Regions from separate parts of the Mus musculus genome. Here region 2 is linked to region 1. The links are chromatin contacts, called in public Hi-C maps. All regions are on one chromosome and are shown on one strand. Each heading gives the region's core, a stretch centred on a gene start, on an enhancer-like site or on the middle of the called end of the contact. The rest is flanking DNA. Distances are from core to core; before and after follow the strand shown.

Evidence for each region. Hi-C and Micro-C count contacts between places; a contact is called where the count stands out from the background.
Region 2: a contact with region 1 is called in a Hi-C map of embryonic stem cells, with 3 times the contacts expected there. The contact joins two enhancer-like sites. A contact is called at or near these places in 2 of 39 promoter capture datasets (hippocampal neurons and liver), 8 of 484 Hi-C or Micro-C datasets (Sertoli cells, cerebellar granule neurons, embryonic somatosensory cortex and 4 more), 2 of 115 datasets of contacts at active chromatin or transcription factors (a beta-TC-6 cell line and embryonic stem cells) and 1 of 9 other capture datasets (embryonic stem cells).

The regions. Positions count from the first base shown.
Region 1 is chr15:52,455,543-52,461,690 of GRCm38.p6, forward strand. No RefSeq gene overlaps it. Among named protein-coding and RNA genes, the nearest start is that of Gm41322, 14 kb to the left of the region's middle. Within about 2 kb of position 3,394, at least 22 of the 459 cell types and tissues checked have an H3K27ac peak or open chromatin away from gene starts, as enhancers often do.
Region 2 is chr15:51,975,628-51,981,775 of GRCm38.p6, forward strand. It overlaps Rad21 (RAD21 cohesin complex component), which reads right to left. Exons shown (of 14, transcript NM_009009.4): 3 at 2,418-2,547; 4 at 472-571. Among named protein-coding and RNA genes, the nearest start is that of Gm52217, 12 kb to the right of the region's middle. Within about 2 kb of position 2,989, at least 18 of the 459 cell types and tissues checked have an H3K27ac peak or open chromatin away from gene starts, as enhancers often do.

The DNA of each region.
Region 1 (6,148 bases), core at 2,144-4,643:
GGAAGCAAAGCTGAATAGTATTTTCTTTCCAAAATCATTAAACTTGAATCCATGCATTTTAATTGTCATATTTGACTATTTTTAAAGTTTGTATCAGTTCAAACGTAGACCCCAAGTTTCTTGAATCATGTGCTTTTATATCATGGTTTAATTTTATTATTTTTACAAGTTCAGTTATTGGCTAACAGATGTAGGTTTTATCAAAGTCACAAGCAAGCTACTTCCAAGCTGTGTCCCTGAGCAGTCTGGAATGATCAGCAAGACATGTCAGTAGACATGACCAAATGCATTATCCAGAACCTGTAGCAAATCTTTGGGCATATCGTTTCAGAACCAGGATTTTATCTGCTTCTTAGGCACCCACACTTTGTATCTGCTGAGTTTCTTCCCAGTCATAGTGAACGTTGAAGTTAAATTCAAAGCCTTTCTTGACTGAATGTTCCCAACACATGGAGATGATAAATGTTTCACGTGATTGTTAGAAAAATTATCCACGTTTGATCACTGCATTTTCACTCATATCAGCATAATCCACTGTGCTTCAAAACACCCTATTATGCAATTATAGGAAGAGGCCTCCCTGAACACAGATTCTCAATAATTCCAAAGCCATAATCAAAACTGATCAGCTAGGTTTATCCTTCAACAGTATTCACCTGCCCGAAAAAGTGAATTCGAGAGTCTCCAAGACTCAGCAACGGGCTTTTCCCGTCTCAGATGGCTTGTCTGATCTCCACAGTGTTTAACAGTACATTCCTACCACTCTATGCTTCCTTTCTCTAAATATGTCAATAATATTGATTAAGCGATAGTGTAGTGAAAGATTAAGGAATCCATGCTCTGTGCCTCTACTCTCCTTTCCTAAGCAATTGCTCATTTGAAAAACAATCTTTCTGTCTTACTAACACTGCTCAGCAGGGCACTCCGTGCAGCCAATTGCAATCAATTTGAGTTGATATGTGAGACGAAGTCTAGCACACTTCCCACTTTTCAGCAGCAGCCTTTTTCTAAGGACCTAGGAGACTCCCTGTCTCTTTTCAGCGGGTGCTCATTTCAAGTGGACACAAACATAGCAGAATTCTGTCTCTGGAATGATGGCCAAGGCAATGTACTTGTGTCCTGTGGCTCTGTTCCGCTGTATGTCACAAGCACAGGCACACATTTCTTTCTACGGAAGCACAGTCACAAAGAAGAGAAATATTGGAGAGTTAGTTCAAGGTTCGTATTTATTAAGGCAATGCATTGCACTTGTGTTTCCTTGCCTGAGATCTGTTGTCCTTCGTGGGGCCTAAGAGTGATGAGAAGGAAGGTACCTGTGTTGGTTAGCTGTGCTTGCAACCTAGTAAAGAGCAATAAATCTTGAGTCAGGACATGCACTGTTGGCTGACGCCTGGACCTGCAGAAGGCCACAGTTCTTCATGTGTTTACAGTGCATCAGTCTGTGGACCATGCATTCAATTCTCTTCTTTCAGAACTTAAATGTTTAGCTATCTTCTGTTATGCTTCCTTGGTTTGTTGTTGTTGTTGTTGATTTGTGTGTTTTTAGAATGCCAGGAAGTTTAGATAACTCAATTGTTTGTCTCATTTCCTTCCTTCCCCCCTCCCCCTCCCCCTTCCTCTCCCCCTCCCCCTTCCTCTCCCCCTCCCCCTCTCCCTCTCCCTCTCCCTCTCCCTCTCCCTCTCCCTCTCCCTCTCCCTCTCCCTCTCCCTCTCCCTCTCTTTCTCTCATCTTCCTTTCTTTATTTCAATTCCCATGGTACTATTAATCATAGAAAACTTCCAAATTATGTGTCAAAAGTACCTCTAAGAATTGTATACACATTCCATTCAAAACATATTTTTATATTGCTTTCTGGGGTGCTATCAATTCAGTGCTTGCTGATTCGTCCTGAGCAACTTCTACTTTAGTTTTACTGAGATGTCTATTGAAGGCTTTGAAAATACAGTATGTGCAGCCAAATCCAAAATGTGTAATAGAAACAAACTCAAGGAAGGAATTTATTAAGGAGAGAAAAAAAGTTGATCTCTCAGCTCCGTGAAGATTAGGAAACTAGTGCTTTCTTTCATCCTGAAGCTATATATCAGCCAGATATCGTTTTATGTAAAGCCTACCATGCATGAAGCCACTCATGTCAGGGAGCTGGGGGGATGATGCAAATTTACAGTTTTGTGCTATTTGAACATTATACATTGAGATTCAACATTAACTGCCCACTCACTGGCTACTCTTTCTTTGTACTTGCCGCAGACAAAGGAAGTCATTTGTTAGTCAGTAGTTTTCTCACTCTATGTATACAAAACAAACAAACAACAACAACAACAACAAAACCCTCCAAATATCCTCCTGATCTTGCTCATAGGATACTGACTGTGTCCCTACATGATCTAACTTGTGGTTTTTGTAATTGTACAAACTTTGTAATTTTCTAACACTGTCCTCTCTCTTACTGCCATCAGAATGATGTCTCTACAAAACCTAGATAGGAACAGGGCTCTGCCATGATCTGTCTATGTTTGGATAGGAGCAGGGCTCTGGCCTGATCTGTCTATAATACTGGATAGGACCAGGGCTCTGCCTTTTACTTGATCTTTCACAGCTCTCCACTGATCAAAGAAGTTCAAGCAGAAATGTTTTTGTCGAAGCATGGGGGAGACTGTCTCAATCTGGTCCTGGTTTGTTCGTCCTCTGCCCACATGCCTGGCTTCACATTAGCCAGACAACTTCTTCCTTCACAGCACCCTCTCCTACCTCAGTTGCAGATTCTTCTAATCTCTAGGTTAGACATTAGGTTGAGATTTTCCTATTCCAACTCCTTGCCTGTCCCATTTCTAATCGTCTGTATTCTTTATCTTCTACAACAGAGATGCTAACATGTCCTGCATCTGCCCTTTCTGTATCAACTATCACTCATCTATCATGCCTTTAAAAACCTCTGGTACCTAAACAGAAGACTTCCTAAAGGGCCTGAATATGTCTCATCCATGGTTGTATTCCTGGCACCTAATTCATGGTAGGAACGACATACACATTTAATGGAAGAGGAAATGAATGAGCAAAGACAAGCATGGTAGAAAAACCAGGTGTGTTAATCAGAGGCAGGTTTATTGACCCACCACACTAATCCTTGGAGAAACTAGCATTCCCAGTCAGGGGCATATTTAGGACTCTTTTCTGACAGTTTCCAGGATTACTGGGCTGGGTAAGTTAAAAGATATTCAGACCACCTTGAACTAAAGAGGCTGTGTCATCTTGCAGATCCACTTACAGGGTCCAGCAAGACAGTTTTTGAAGCCACCCACCCTGACAGAGGTGGCCATGGGAGAATCGCATCCAGGATTGCAATTAGAGCTAGAGGAGAAGAGGAGGAGACAGGGGTCAGTGAACCAATCAATAATCAGCAACTCCTCCCCCACATCTGCCAGGAGGGAGGCTGAAGCTATCTGCTTGAGGATGGCTCTCATCTTAGGCGGTGCACTCCTGCCATCTAGTGGCTCTGTCACACTTTGCAAGCATGCCTTTAACCGGCATGGCTTCAAGGGCTGAAAAATCCCAGAGCTAGATTTAATGCACTGCTCAAACCTGGAGTAAACTCACCAGGAAGATGCACAATACTTTTGGGGTTTCTTTGTCACTGACATTTAAGAAAGTCTTTATGGGTGCTGACTAGAAATGAATCTTTCATGATAGTATTAGTCAAGGCTAATATCAGATATGAACACTACCTTTTATTTAATGAGGAAATAGGATGTGATTTTTAGCTTAGAGTTAAATCAATCTCTCTCTCTCTCTCTCTCTCTCTCTCCTTTCCCCAAATGGTCCCAAATGTGTTACAAACACTGCCTAGAGATTGTCTTTTTCCCCAGCAGCAAACTGGATAATTGCAAAACAGAAAGGAAGAGCTGACTATGGTGTAGCTGAGGCATGCCAAGATAGTCAGAAATGACAGTGTGGAGACTTAGCAAGGGAAACATTTCAAGGACCAAGGCTGACAGGAGATGAAACTGCCTCAGGCTTCCCAATCCCTCAGGGAAACTGGCAATCTTATTGCTTTCTTCTTCTTCTTTTCTTCTTTTTTCCATGGCGCCCCAAAGGTAATTCATTAAAATATTAATAGCTTCTGTTTGCTCTGGGGCAGTGAACTGGGACAGATCCAGCTGTACAAGAAACTAACGATATGGGCAAGATACAGATCTTGACCACGCACACTCTGTGTCTGAGAAAATCCATCCTGTAGCAATTTGGAGACAGCCAGGAAACAGCTAGCCTAACCTTCAGCAGCAATATTTGCAGATAAATGGCCTCAGGCACAAAAATATATCACACATATGTGCATTAAGTATCAATACAAGTTCGGTTGTCATGATATAAAGTTAATATAGAATGTTTCATAGAAATTATTGCTAATATGTAAAAGCATATTAAACTTATAGTAACCCTCAGCAAAATAACCAAGCAATAAGGGCAAGAATTTTTAAAAGATAGTGAGAAAGTTTTCAGGTTATATATTTACAATGTCTTCTATGGAAATGATCCAATTATTTACATGGTGTAGCTTTTCACAACTGTAATGTGACCCTCTGATGAAACTTGCTAGGCACAAGTGTTTTACAAACATTTAATCATCTCCTAAGACTCTGGCCTTTTTTTCTACATTCTATGTCGAAGCAGGTTTGTTGTGTTTAGATAAATGTGTGTTATGTTAGGCTGTGGTTATTATTAAAATCAATTGCTAAATCACACACACACACACCCCAAACACACACACACACACACACACACACACACACACACACACACATCCATACACACACACACACATCCATACACACTCTTTCCAAGGAAACTCTTATGTTTGAAATACTTGTCTCATTGGATCAACACAAAATTATGACATTAAAAACTACCTTAAGGTTAACAATTGCCTGAGAAATAAGATTTATATTAATCATTTAAATGAAATTTCAGGTCTGATACTTACACAGTGTGTGGTGATTTGAATATGCTTGGCTCATGGGACATGGCACTATTAGAAGGTGTGGCCTTGTTGAAGTAGGTGAGGCCTTGTTGGAGAAAGTGTGTCACTGAGCAGGCAGGCTTTTGAGGTTTCCTCCTGTGTGCAGCCTCTGCCCAGTGTGGAAGAGAGCCTCCTTCTGGCTGGCTGTGGAAGACAATCTCCTTCTGTTGCCTTCAGATCAAGATGTAGAACTCTTGGTTCCTCCGGTACCAAGTCTGCCTACACTGCATGCTGCCATGCTCCCCACCATGGTGATGATGGACTAAATAAACCTCTGAAACTGCAAGCCAGCCCCAAAATTAATGTTTGCCTTTATAAGAGTTGTCTTGGTCATGGTGTCTCTTCACTGCAATAGAACCCAAACTAAGACACGGTGTATTCATAAAATAACACAATGGGCCCCCAATGTGAATCAATCTATCTATCTATCTATCTATCTATCTATCTATCTATCTATCTATCTCTCCATTTCTCTAGCTATCTATATCTATCTACTATAAATCTGTTTATCTATAGTGATATACAAGATATGGATATAGATAGAGAGAGATAGAAAGAAGTTATCTGTGAGATGGCTCAGCAGGTAAAGACATTGCAGTGCAAGTCTGGTGACCTGACTTTGATCCTAGGGCAAACCGGGGCACATGCATATCCACACTTGCATATCATATGCACACATGCAAATAATAATAATAGTAATAATTTAAAATTAATTTTTAAAAGAACATATTTGTTGTTGGAAAAATTACCTATGTTATCTTTCAGTTCCAAATATTATTAATATTATTTATGTTTTAAAAGCCAAGACACAGACAAAACCCCTCTTCAAGAAAATTTCATGTTTTAAGATATGTTAGCTATTCAGTTTAGGAAAAAAAAATCTTAAGCGATTTTATTCCTAAAGAGTTCTACTTCCCAGCCTTAAGTAGAATGATAGAAGGAAATTCTCATAAGAATATAACACTCAGTGGTGAAAGGCTCTTACTTCTCTTGCAGAAGTTTCTAGCTTGGTCCCCAGCAGCCAAATCTAACAGTTTCCAACTTCCTGTAACTTTAGTTCCAGAGACTCTAACACCCCTTCCAGCCTTTGTGGGTCCATGCACGCACAAACACATACTACTCCCTAACTCTGT
Region 2 (6,148 bases), core at 1,739-4,238, 480 kb before region 1:
TTCCTTAAATGTGTGTGTAAACAGTGGTGCTTCTGTATTCTTTATGCTATTATGTTAAGTCAGCATATACAAGTATTTTTAAAAGGTGCAGCTTTCAGTAGTTTAAGACAACAGTACATAACTGTAATACATACCTCTGAAAAACAATCTTGAAACAAGTCCCAAGCTTACTGACAGCACCATATAAATAATTTATCTATACAGGTGTTCAGATACATGAGCCTTGCCTAAATTGATACCCACATGATTTTCTCAGAGGGGAAAAAAAAAAAACACTTCCTAAATCGTACACCTTGTAATGAACATACTCCTAAATCAAAGTATATGCATTTCAGATGGCTGGTACCTTAGGATCAAACACTCTTAAGGAAACAAAACTGGAGGTCAGAGATGCACTAAACAATCTAAAAGATGAGGGATTAGGGCAGAAGAAGGGACTGAGAAGGGAGGAGAGACACAAGACAGACATACTCTAAATCTGGCAGTGGCTGATCAAAATCGTGGAATTCCTCAGGTAAAGTAATGGCATTATAAGCTGCTTCCCGATTTTCCTCAGGTAGATCGACAACACCTGGAAAAGAGAGATGAAGCTTGAAGGCCTAGCTGAGTAGATTACATGTGGGTCAGAGGTAGCACATGCCAAGTATCTCCAGATGGAAGCCCTTGTCTGCTGTCATGTTAGCATGAGTTCTACACAAGTAGTCCAGGCACTCAGTATGCTGGAAGCTAAGCTTTCAAAACAGCATGCCAACAAACAAACAGGGTTAGTCTTCTACTTTTTACCATGAAATCTATCTGGAGTAGTATCAATGGTTACAAAGAAGTACAATAAATATATATTTTCTTATTCCAATTGTGTTTTCCTTGTGAGCAGTGTGGAAGGCAGAGGTCCAGGTCAGGGGACTTTTTCCAACTGCTCGATACCTTTCTTGACACAAGGTCTCATTGCATTTGGAACTCAACAATTATCAGGCCAAGGCTGTAAAAGAAGCCCAAGGGCTGGTGAGATGGCTCAGTGGGTAAGAGCACCCGACTGCTCTTCCGAAGGTCCGAAGTTCAAATCCCAGCAACCACATGGTGGCTCACAACCATCCGTAATGAGATCTGACTCCCTCTTCTGGAGGGTCTGAAGACAGCTACAGTGTACTTACATGTAATAAATAAATAAATAAATAAATAAATCTTAAAAAAAAAAAAAAAAGAAGCCCAAGGCATTGTTTCTTCTTCCCCTGCACTGGGATTACAGGTGCCACTGAAGCTCAGTGTTTGTCGTTTTTTTCTTATAATGTGGGCGAGGGACTCATGCCCTTCATGTTTACAGAACCAAAGCAACTCCCTAAGTAGGAGGTGGTTATCTTAGGAAAAGGATCACAAAATGTTGGCTATGTTCAAAATTTTCCAGATAAAAGTATTTAAAAATAACATGACAACTATAAAGGACAAAAAAATTACTGTCTACGTGGTGGCACATGCCTTTAATCCCAGCACTTGGGAGGCAGAGGCAGGCGGATTTCTGAGTTCGAGGCCAGCCTGGTCTACAAAGTGAGTTCCAGGACAGCCAGGGCTACACAGAGAAACCCTGTCTCGAAAAACCGAAAAACAAAAAAAACTACTGTCTAGCGTGCTATATGCAATAAATATACTTTATCACACAAAAATAAAGTAGTAGGTAGTTTACTATCATGTACTAAAATAGAAGTATTAGAATATAGCATCAACGGAAGCTGCTATATAAAAGCACCCTGACACATCACGTCTATCTCACTGATTCTACAAAGCTAGCTGGTCAGAGAGGCCCTGGGATGAGCCCATCTCCTCCCTACAGTACACAGCAGAGGCAGGGGCCACCATTGCCAGCCTTTTCCATCGTCACTGGAGACTGCCCTCAGGCCCTCCGTGCTTGCCTCCAAGCACCCTGACAACTCCACTATCCGCAGCACATAGTCTGATCATTTAAAACAGCAACATTTCATCATTTCAAATTGTAGAATGTGAGTCCAGATGAATACTACAGATACTATTTACTTTGGTTGGTTCTAGAACCAAATCTTACCTCAAGCAAAACTGTAAAACTGACACGACAAAGACCATTAAATGAAATGTCTCAGGATTAAAAGTGCATGTGATTTTAAAATTATGTTAAGACTGTTCAGGGGGAAAAAGCCAGCCCCCCACCCAGTTGCATTTTGAGCCACCTTTTATAATTCACACATCAACAGTTTGCAGCATGTCTGCTCCGATGACTCAGCTGCTGCAAGCTGCTGAGACTAGGTAAACACCGAGTCTAAAAATGGACAGTGCTCCCTACAATGGGAGCTGCTATGAAAAAAACCACACCTATCTAGAACACACAATTAGCAGTTTCCACCATGGTATGGGAAGCCTCACAGGTTAAAAAACAAAGAAAGGCACACTACCTGGCCGAAACGCCATCTTTATTTTAATAAATGCTTCATTACAGTCTGCGAGGAGGTATTTGGCTTTCCTGTGATAGATGCGGACTACTCCCAGGAGAAGGTGTCCTGACGTCCGCAGCGCCATCTTCACCTGAGCAAGAGATGAGCATTACATCCACGGTCAGTGGATTACATTCGAGGGCAGTGTACTGGAAAGTGCATATCCTGTGCTATTTATAAGGATCTTGTGCTTTTTCTTTATTTTCTGGGTGATTTAAAGTCGGTTAATAAATATTTGCACCTTACCATTTCCTAACTCCCCTAACACAGACTAAACGACAGTAATTCATAAATTCACTTAGACATAAAGGCAGCTATGAAGCAGAAAGCCGATCTTCCCATGGATGTTGCCATCAGCACACCAAGGATTGTGATTTTGTTTTAGAAGCAAACACTCCTGGCCTTAAAAAAAAGAAAGATTATTTCAGACCTGTCGGTTAAAACGTCTTATTGAGCAGGCGCACACACATACCTCAGTCAACTGAGAAAGAAAGGTGGGGCTTGCCAGCGGATTTCTGAGAAGGGCTTTGAAATAACAGAATGTCTCTGTCTTCTCCCTTTCCTGCTGTGTGGGTGATGATGCACCAAAGGACAGTCAACGAGCTAAGGCTTTGGCTCATCTCTGTGCTAGGGACCAATTAGATCTGTCTTGGAATGTCCCTTTAACACTTTTCCTTTTGTTAAGCACTGTTAATTACTTCCTAATACTAGATCAGAAGACACAATAATGACCTAAACAGACACAGAAATATTCAAAACTTTCCTGGCTACAAATAATTCAAAGAATAAAAAACATGAACTCAAAAGTTCCCCCAGATAGTTCTTCATTCAAATCATACCATAAACTCAAGCTTCCCAAATTCTATGGTAAAAACATACTCATTAAAAGATATGTTTAAAATTATGTCCATTGTATGTTAGCACCGCATCTGTCTAGGACTCCTCTGCAATCTAGCCTCTGTATTTATGGTCATCTTATGTGATTTAAAGCAAGACTAACAAACTTGCTACTGTAAATTTTTAGACCTCTCAAATAATAACAAATCTGATCAAATCCAGGACACAGAAAGAATGACAGAACCCCTTCCATGTCTACAATGAGCAACCTCCAAATGTAGCGCCTGTACTAGTTTGGTTTAGAGTGGGTAAAGTTAGGTAAGACGTGCTTTAAGCAGAAGGATGTAAATACAGTAAGTTGGCCACCGGCTATATGCTAAACAAAGGGGGCCTGGGATGGTTCTTCAAATGGGAGGAGTTGGGAAAGTTCATAGAAGCTCCCAGGTAAGGCAGAGCAACCCCAACCTCAACAAATAAACCATTTCCTCAGCATGAAATGCTCAGCAGTTTCAGGCCAGCTCCCTGGGCCAATAGCTTCACACCATATTACACTAAACCCTAATAAAGACCCACAATGATTGAAAAATGTTAAGTGAGTAATTTGTGGGGTCCACCAGTTATCTTTAATGTCAAACTATCTATATCTGCTAACACACTCTTTTTTTTCCCATTTTTTATTAGGTATTTAGCTCATTTACATTTCCAATGCTATACCAAAAGTCCCCCATACCCACCCACCCCCACTCCCCTACCCACCCACTCCCCCTTTTTGGCCCTGGCATTCCCCTGTACTGGGGCATATAAAGTTTGCAAGTCCAATGGGCCTCTCTTTCCAGTGATGGCCGCCTAGGCCATCTTTTGATACATATGCCTGCTAACACACTCTTATCTCTCAGACTTTTTGTAGTGTACAAAGTACTCTATGTACATTATAACAAGTATCCTTAGAGCCAAAGTAGTTTTGAGATTTATGGATATTAAAAAAAAGAATGCGCTGGGTGTGGTGGCACATGCCTTTAATCCCAGCACTTGGGAGGCAGAGGCAGGTGGATTTCTGAGTTCGAGGCCAGCCTGGTCTACAAAGTGAGTTCCAGGACAGCCAGGGCTACACAGAAAAACCCTGTCACGAAACAACAACAACAACAAACAAAAACAAAAATAAAAGGAAAAAAAAAAAAAGAAAGAAAAGAATGCTATCTCTCCAGTCTCATCTTCTGTCAACAAGTATGCACGTGTGTGTGTGTGTGTGTGTGTGTGTGTACACGAACTTCTGCTTTCCAACTAGTGCACAGAAAGCATACTGTAGGCTTTGTGTGTGTATGTTTTTATGTGCAGACAGTAAACCCTGCACATACATATAGTTCCATACGTGCATGTTTATTGTACATGGCACTGTATTTTTAGGACTGAATTTTAAAAAGCTCTATTCTGAGCTGTAGTACAATGTCTGCTATAGCCAGCACATTTTCAGAGCACCTTTCACTCACACATGAGTAAGGAAAAGTAGGTATTTCCTGTACACTCCCCTGTTCCAGCAGGAGTGGCCTACTCTCTGTATCACCCGGCATACTGGTACATTTATAAGTGATAAATTATACAGCAATATATGGTAACCCAAAGCCCACTTTTGGTTTTCAAGTACCTCTACACTTAGATGGACTAAATGGACAGGGTCATGAACTCACCATCACAGTTATGGCAGACAGCTCTACTGCTCTAAATCAAGCCTGTGGTCTGCCTACTCATACTTCCTTCTTGCCCCAACCCCTCAGATTTTCACTACCTTTGTAGCCAGCCGTGCCTTTCCAAGCGTGTCCTGCAGTCAGAACTCTGCAGTAGAAAGCCTTTGCAGAGCAGTCTATGCATAGGCCAGTTTTTATCAACACATCCACTGAGGAGCTCCTAAACGCTTTGTATGTTGTGGCAAGTCTGAGTAAAGATGCTATGAACATCTCTTTGTTTTTAAATATAGACATTAAGTTTTCAACTACTTCTGGGTAAGTATCAAGGAAAAAGACTTTGGGCTTACAGTTAACATCTGCCTAAAATTTTTGGCATATTTCATCATAGGCTTTTTTTGAGTCTTAATAGGTTATATTCTAGTTTTATACTTCACATTTTAGGCCTATGACCCTGAGTTAACTTATTTTTACAAGAAATAAGTTATGTCTCCAGATTTGTCTTCATACATGCTGATATCATTTGTTCTAGCACTATTTATTAAATAAGACCACCCTTTAAGAAAAACATTTACTCTTCAACTGTTAAATATGCAGGTATAATGTTTATGTGCATACATGTCTATAGGATTACAGAACAACACCAGGGCTCAGAATTTGCCCACCACCATTTTTTCTAATTACATTTATTTAGTGGGCACATTTGTCTGTTTGCCAGAGGACAATTTGCAGGAGTAGGTACTTCTACTACATAGGTCCCAGAGACTCAACTCACATGGTTCGGTCCACCTTAAGCAAATAACTTAACCTACTGAACCACTGTTGGGCTTCTCCTCGTGCATTTGTCTGTCTGTCTGTCCTTTTTTTAAAGGCAAACAAGGGCCCGTCTCTCCTAGTTTACCACTGTGCTGTGAACTGCACTATAACTAGCCGAGGAGCCTCTGTGCAGTGGGGCTGGGGTGGTGGCAGGAGGAGGAGTTTCCTTTTTCCAAAGCCTTTCTCGCCACAGGATCAGAGTCACCTCAGTCTGCTTTTACTGAGTTCTAGGGACCCGAGCTCAGGTCATTAGGCTTACACATCAAGCACTTTTACTCCTTAAGCCATCTCCCTGGCCTGAAAAGACCACCTTTTCTCTACTATATCATTTTGCTGCCGTGGCTTCAATGGCTGGATTAC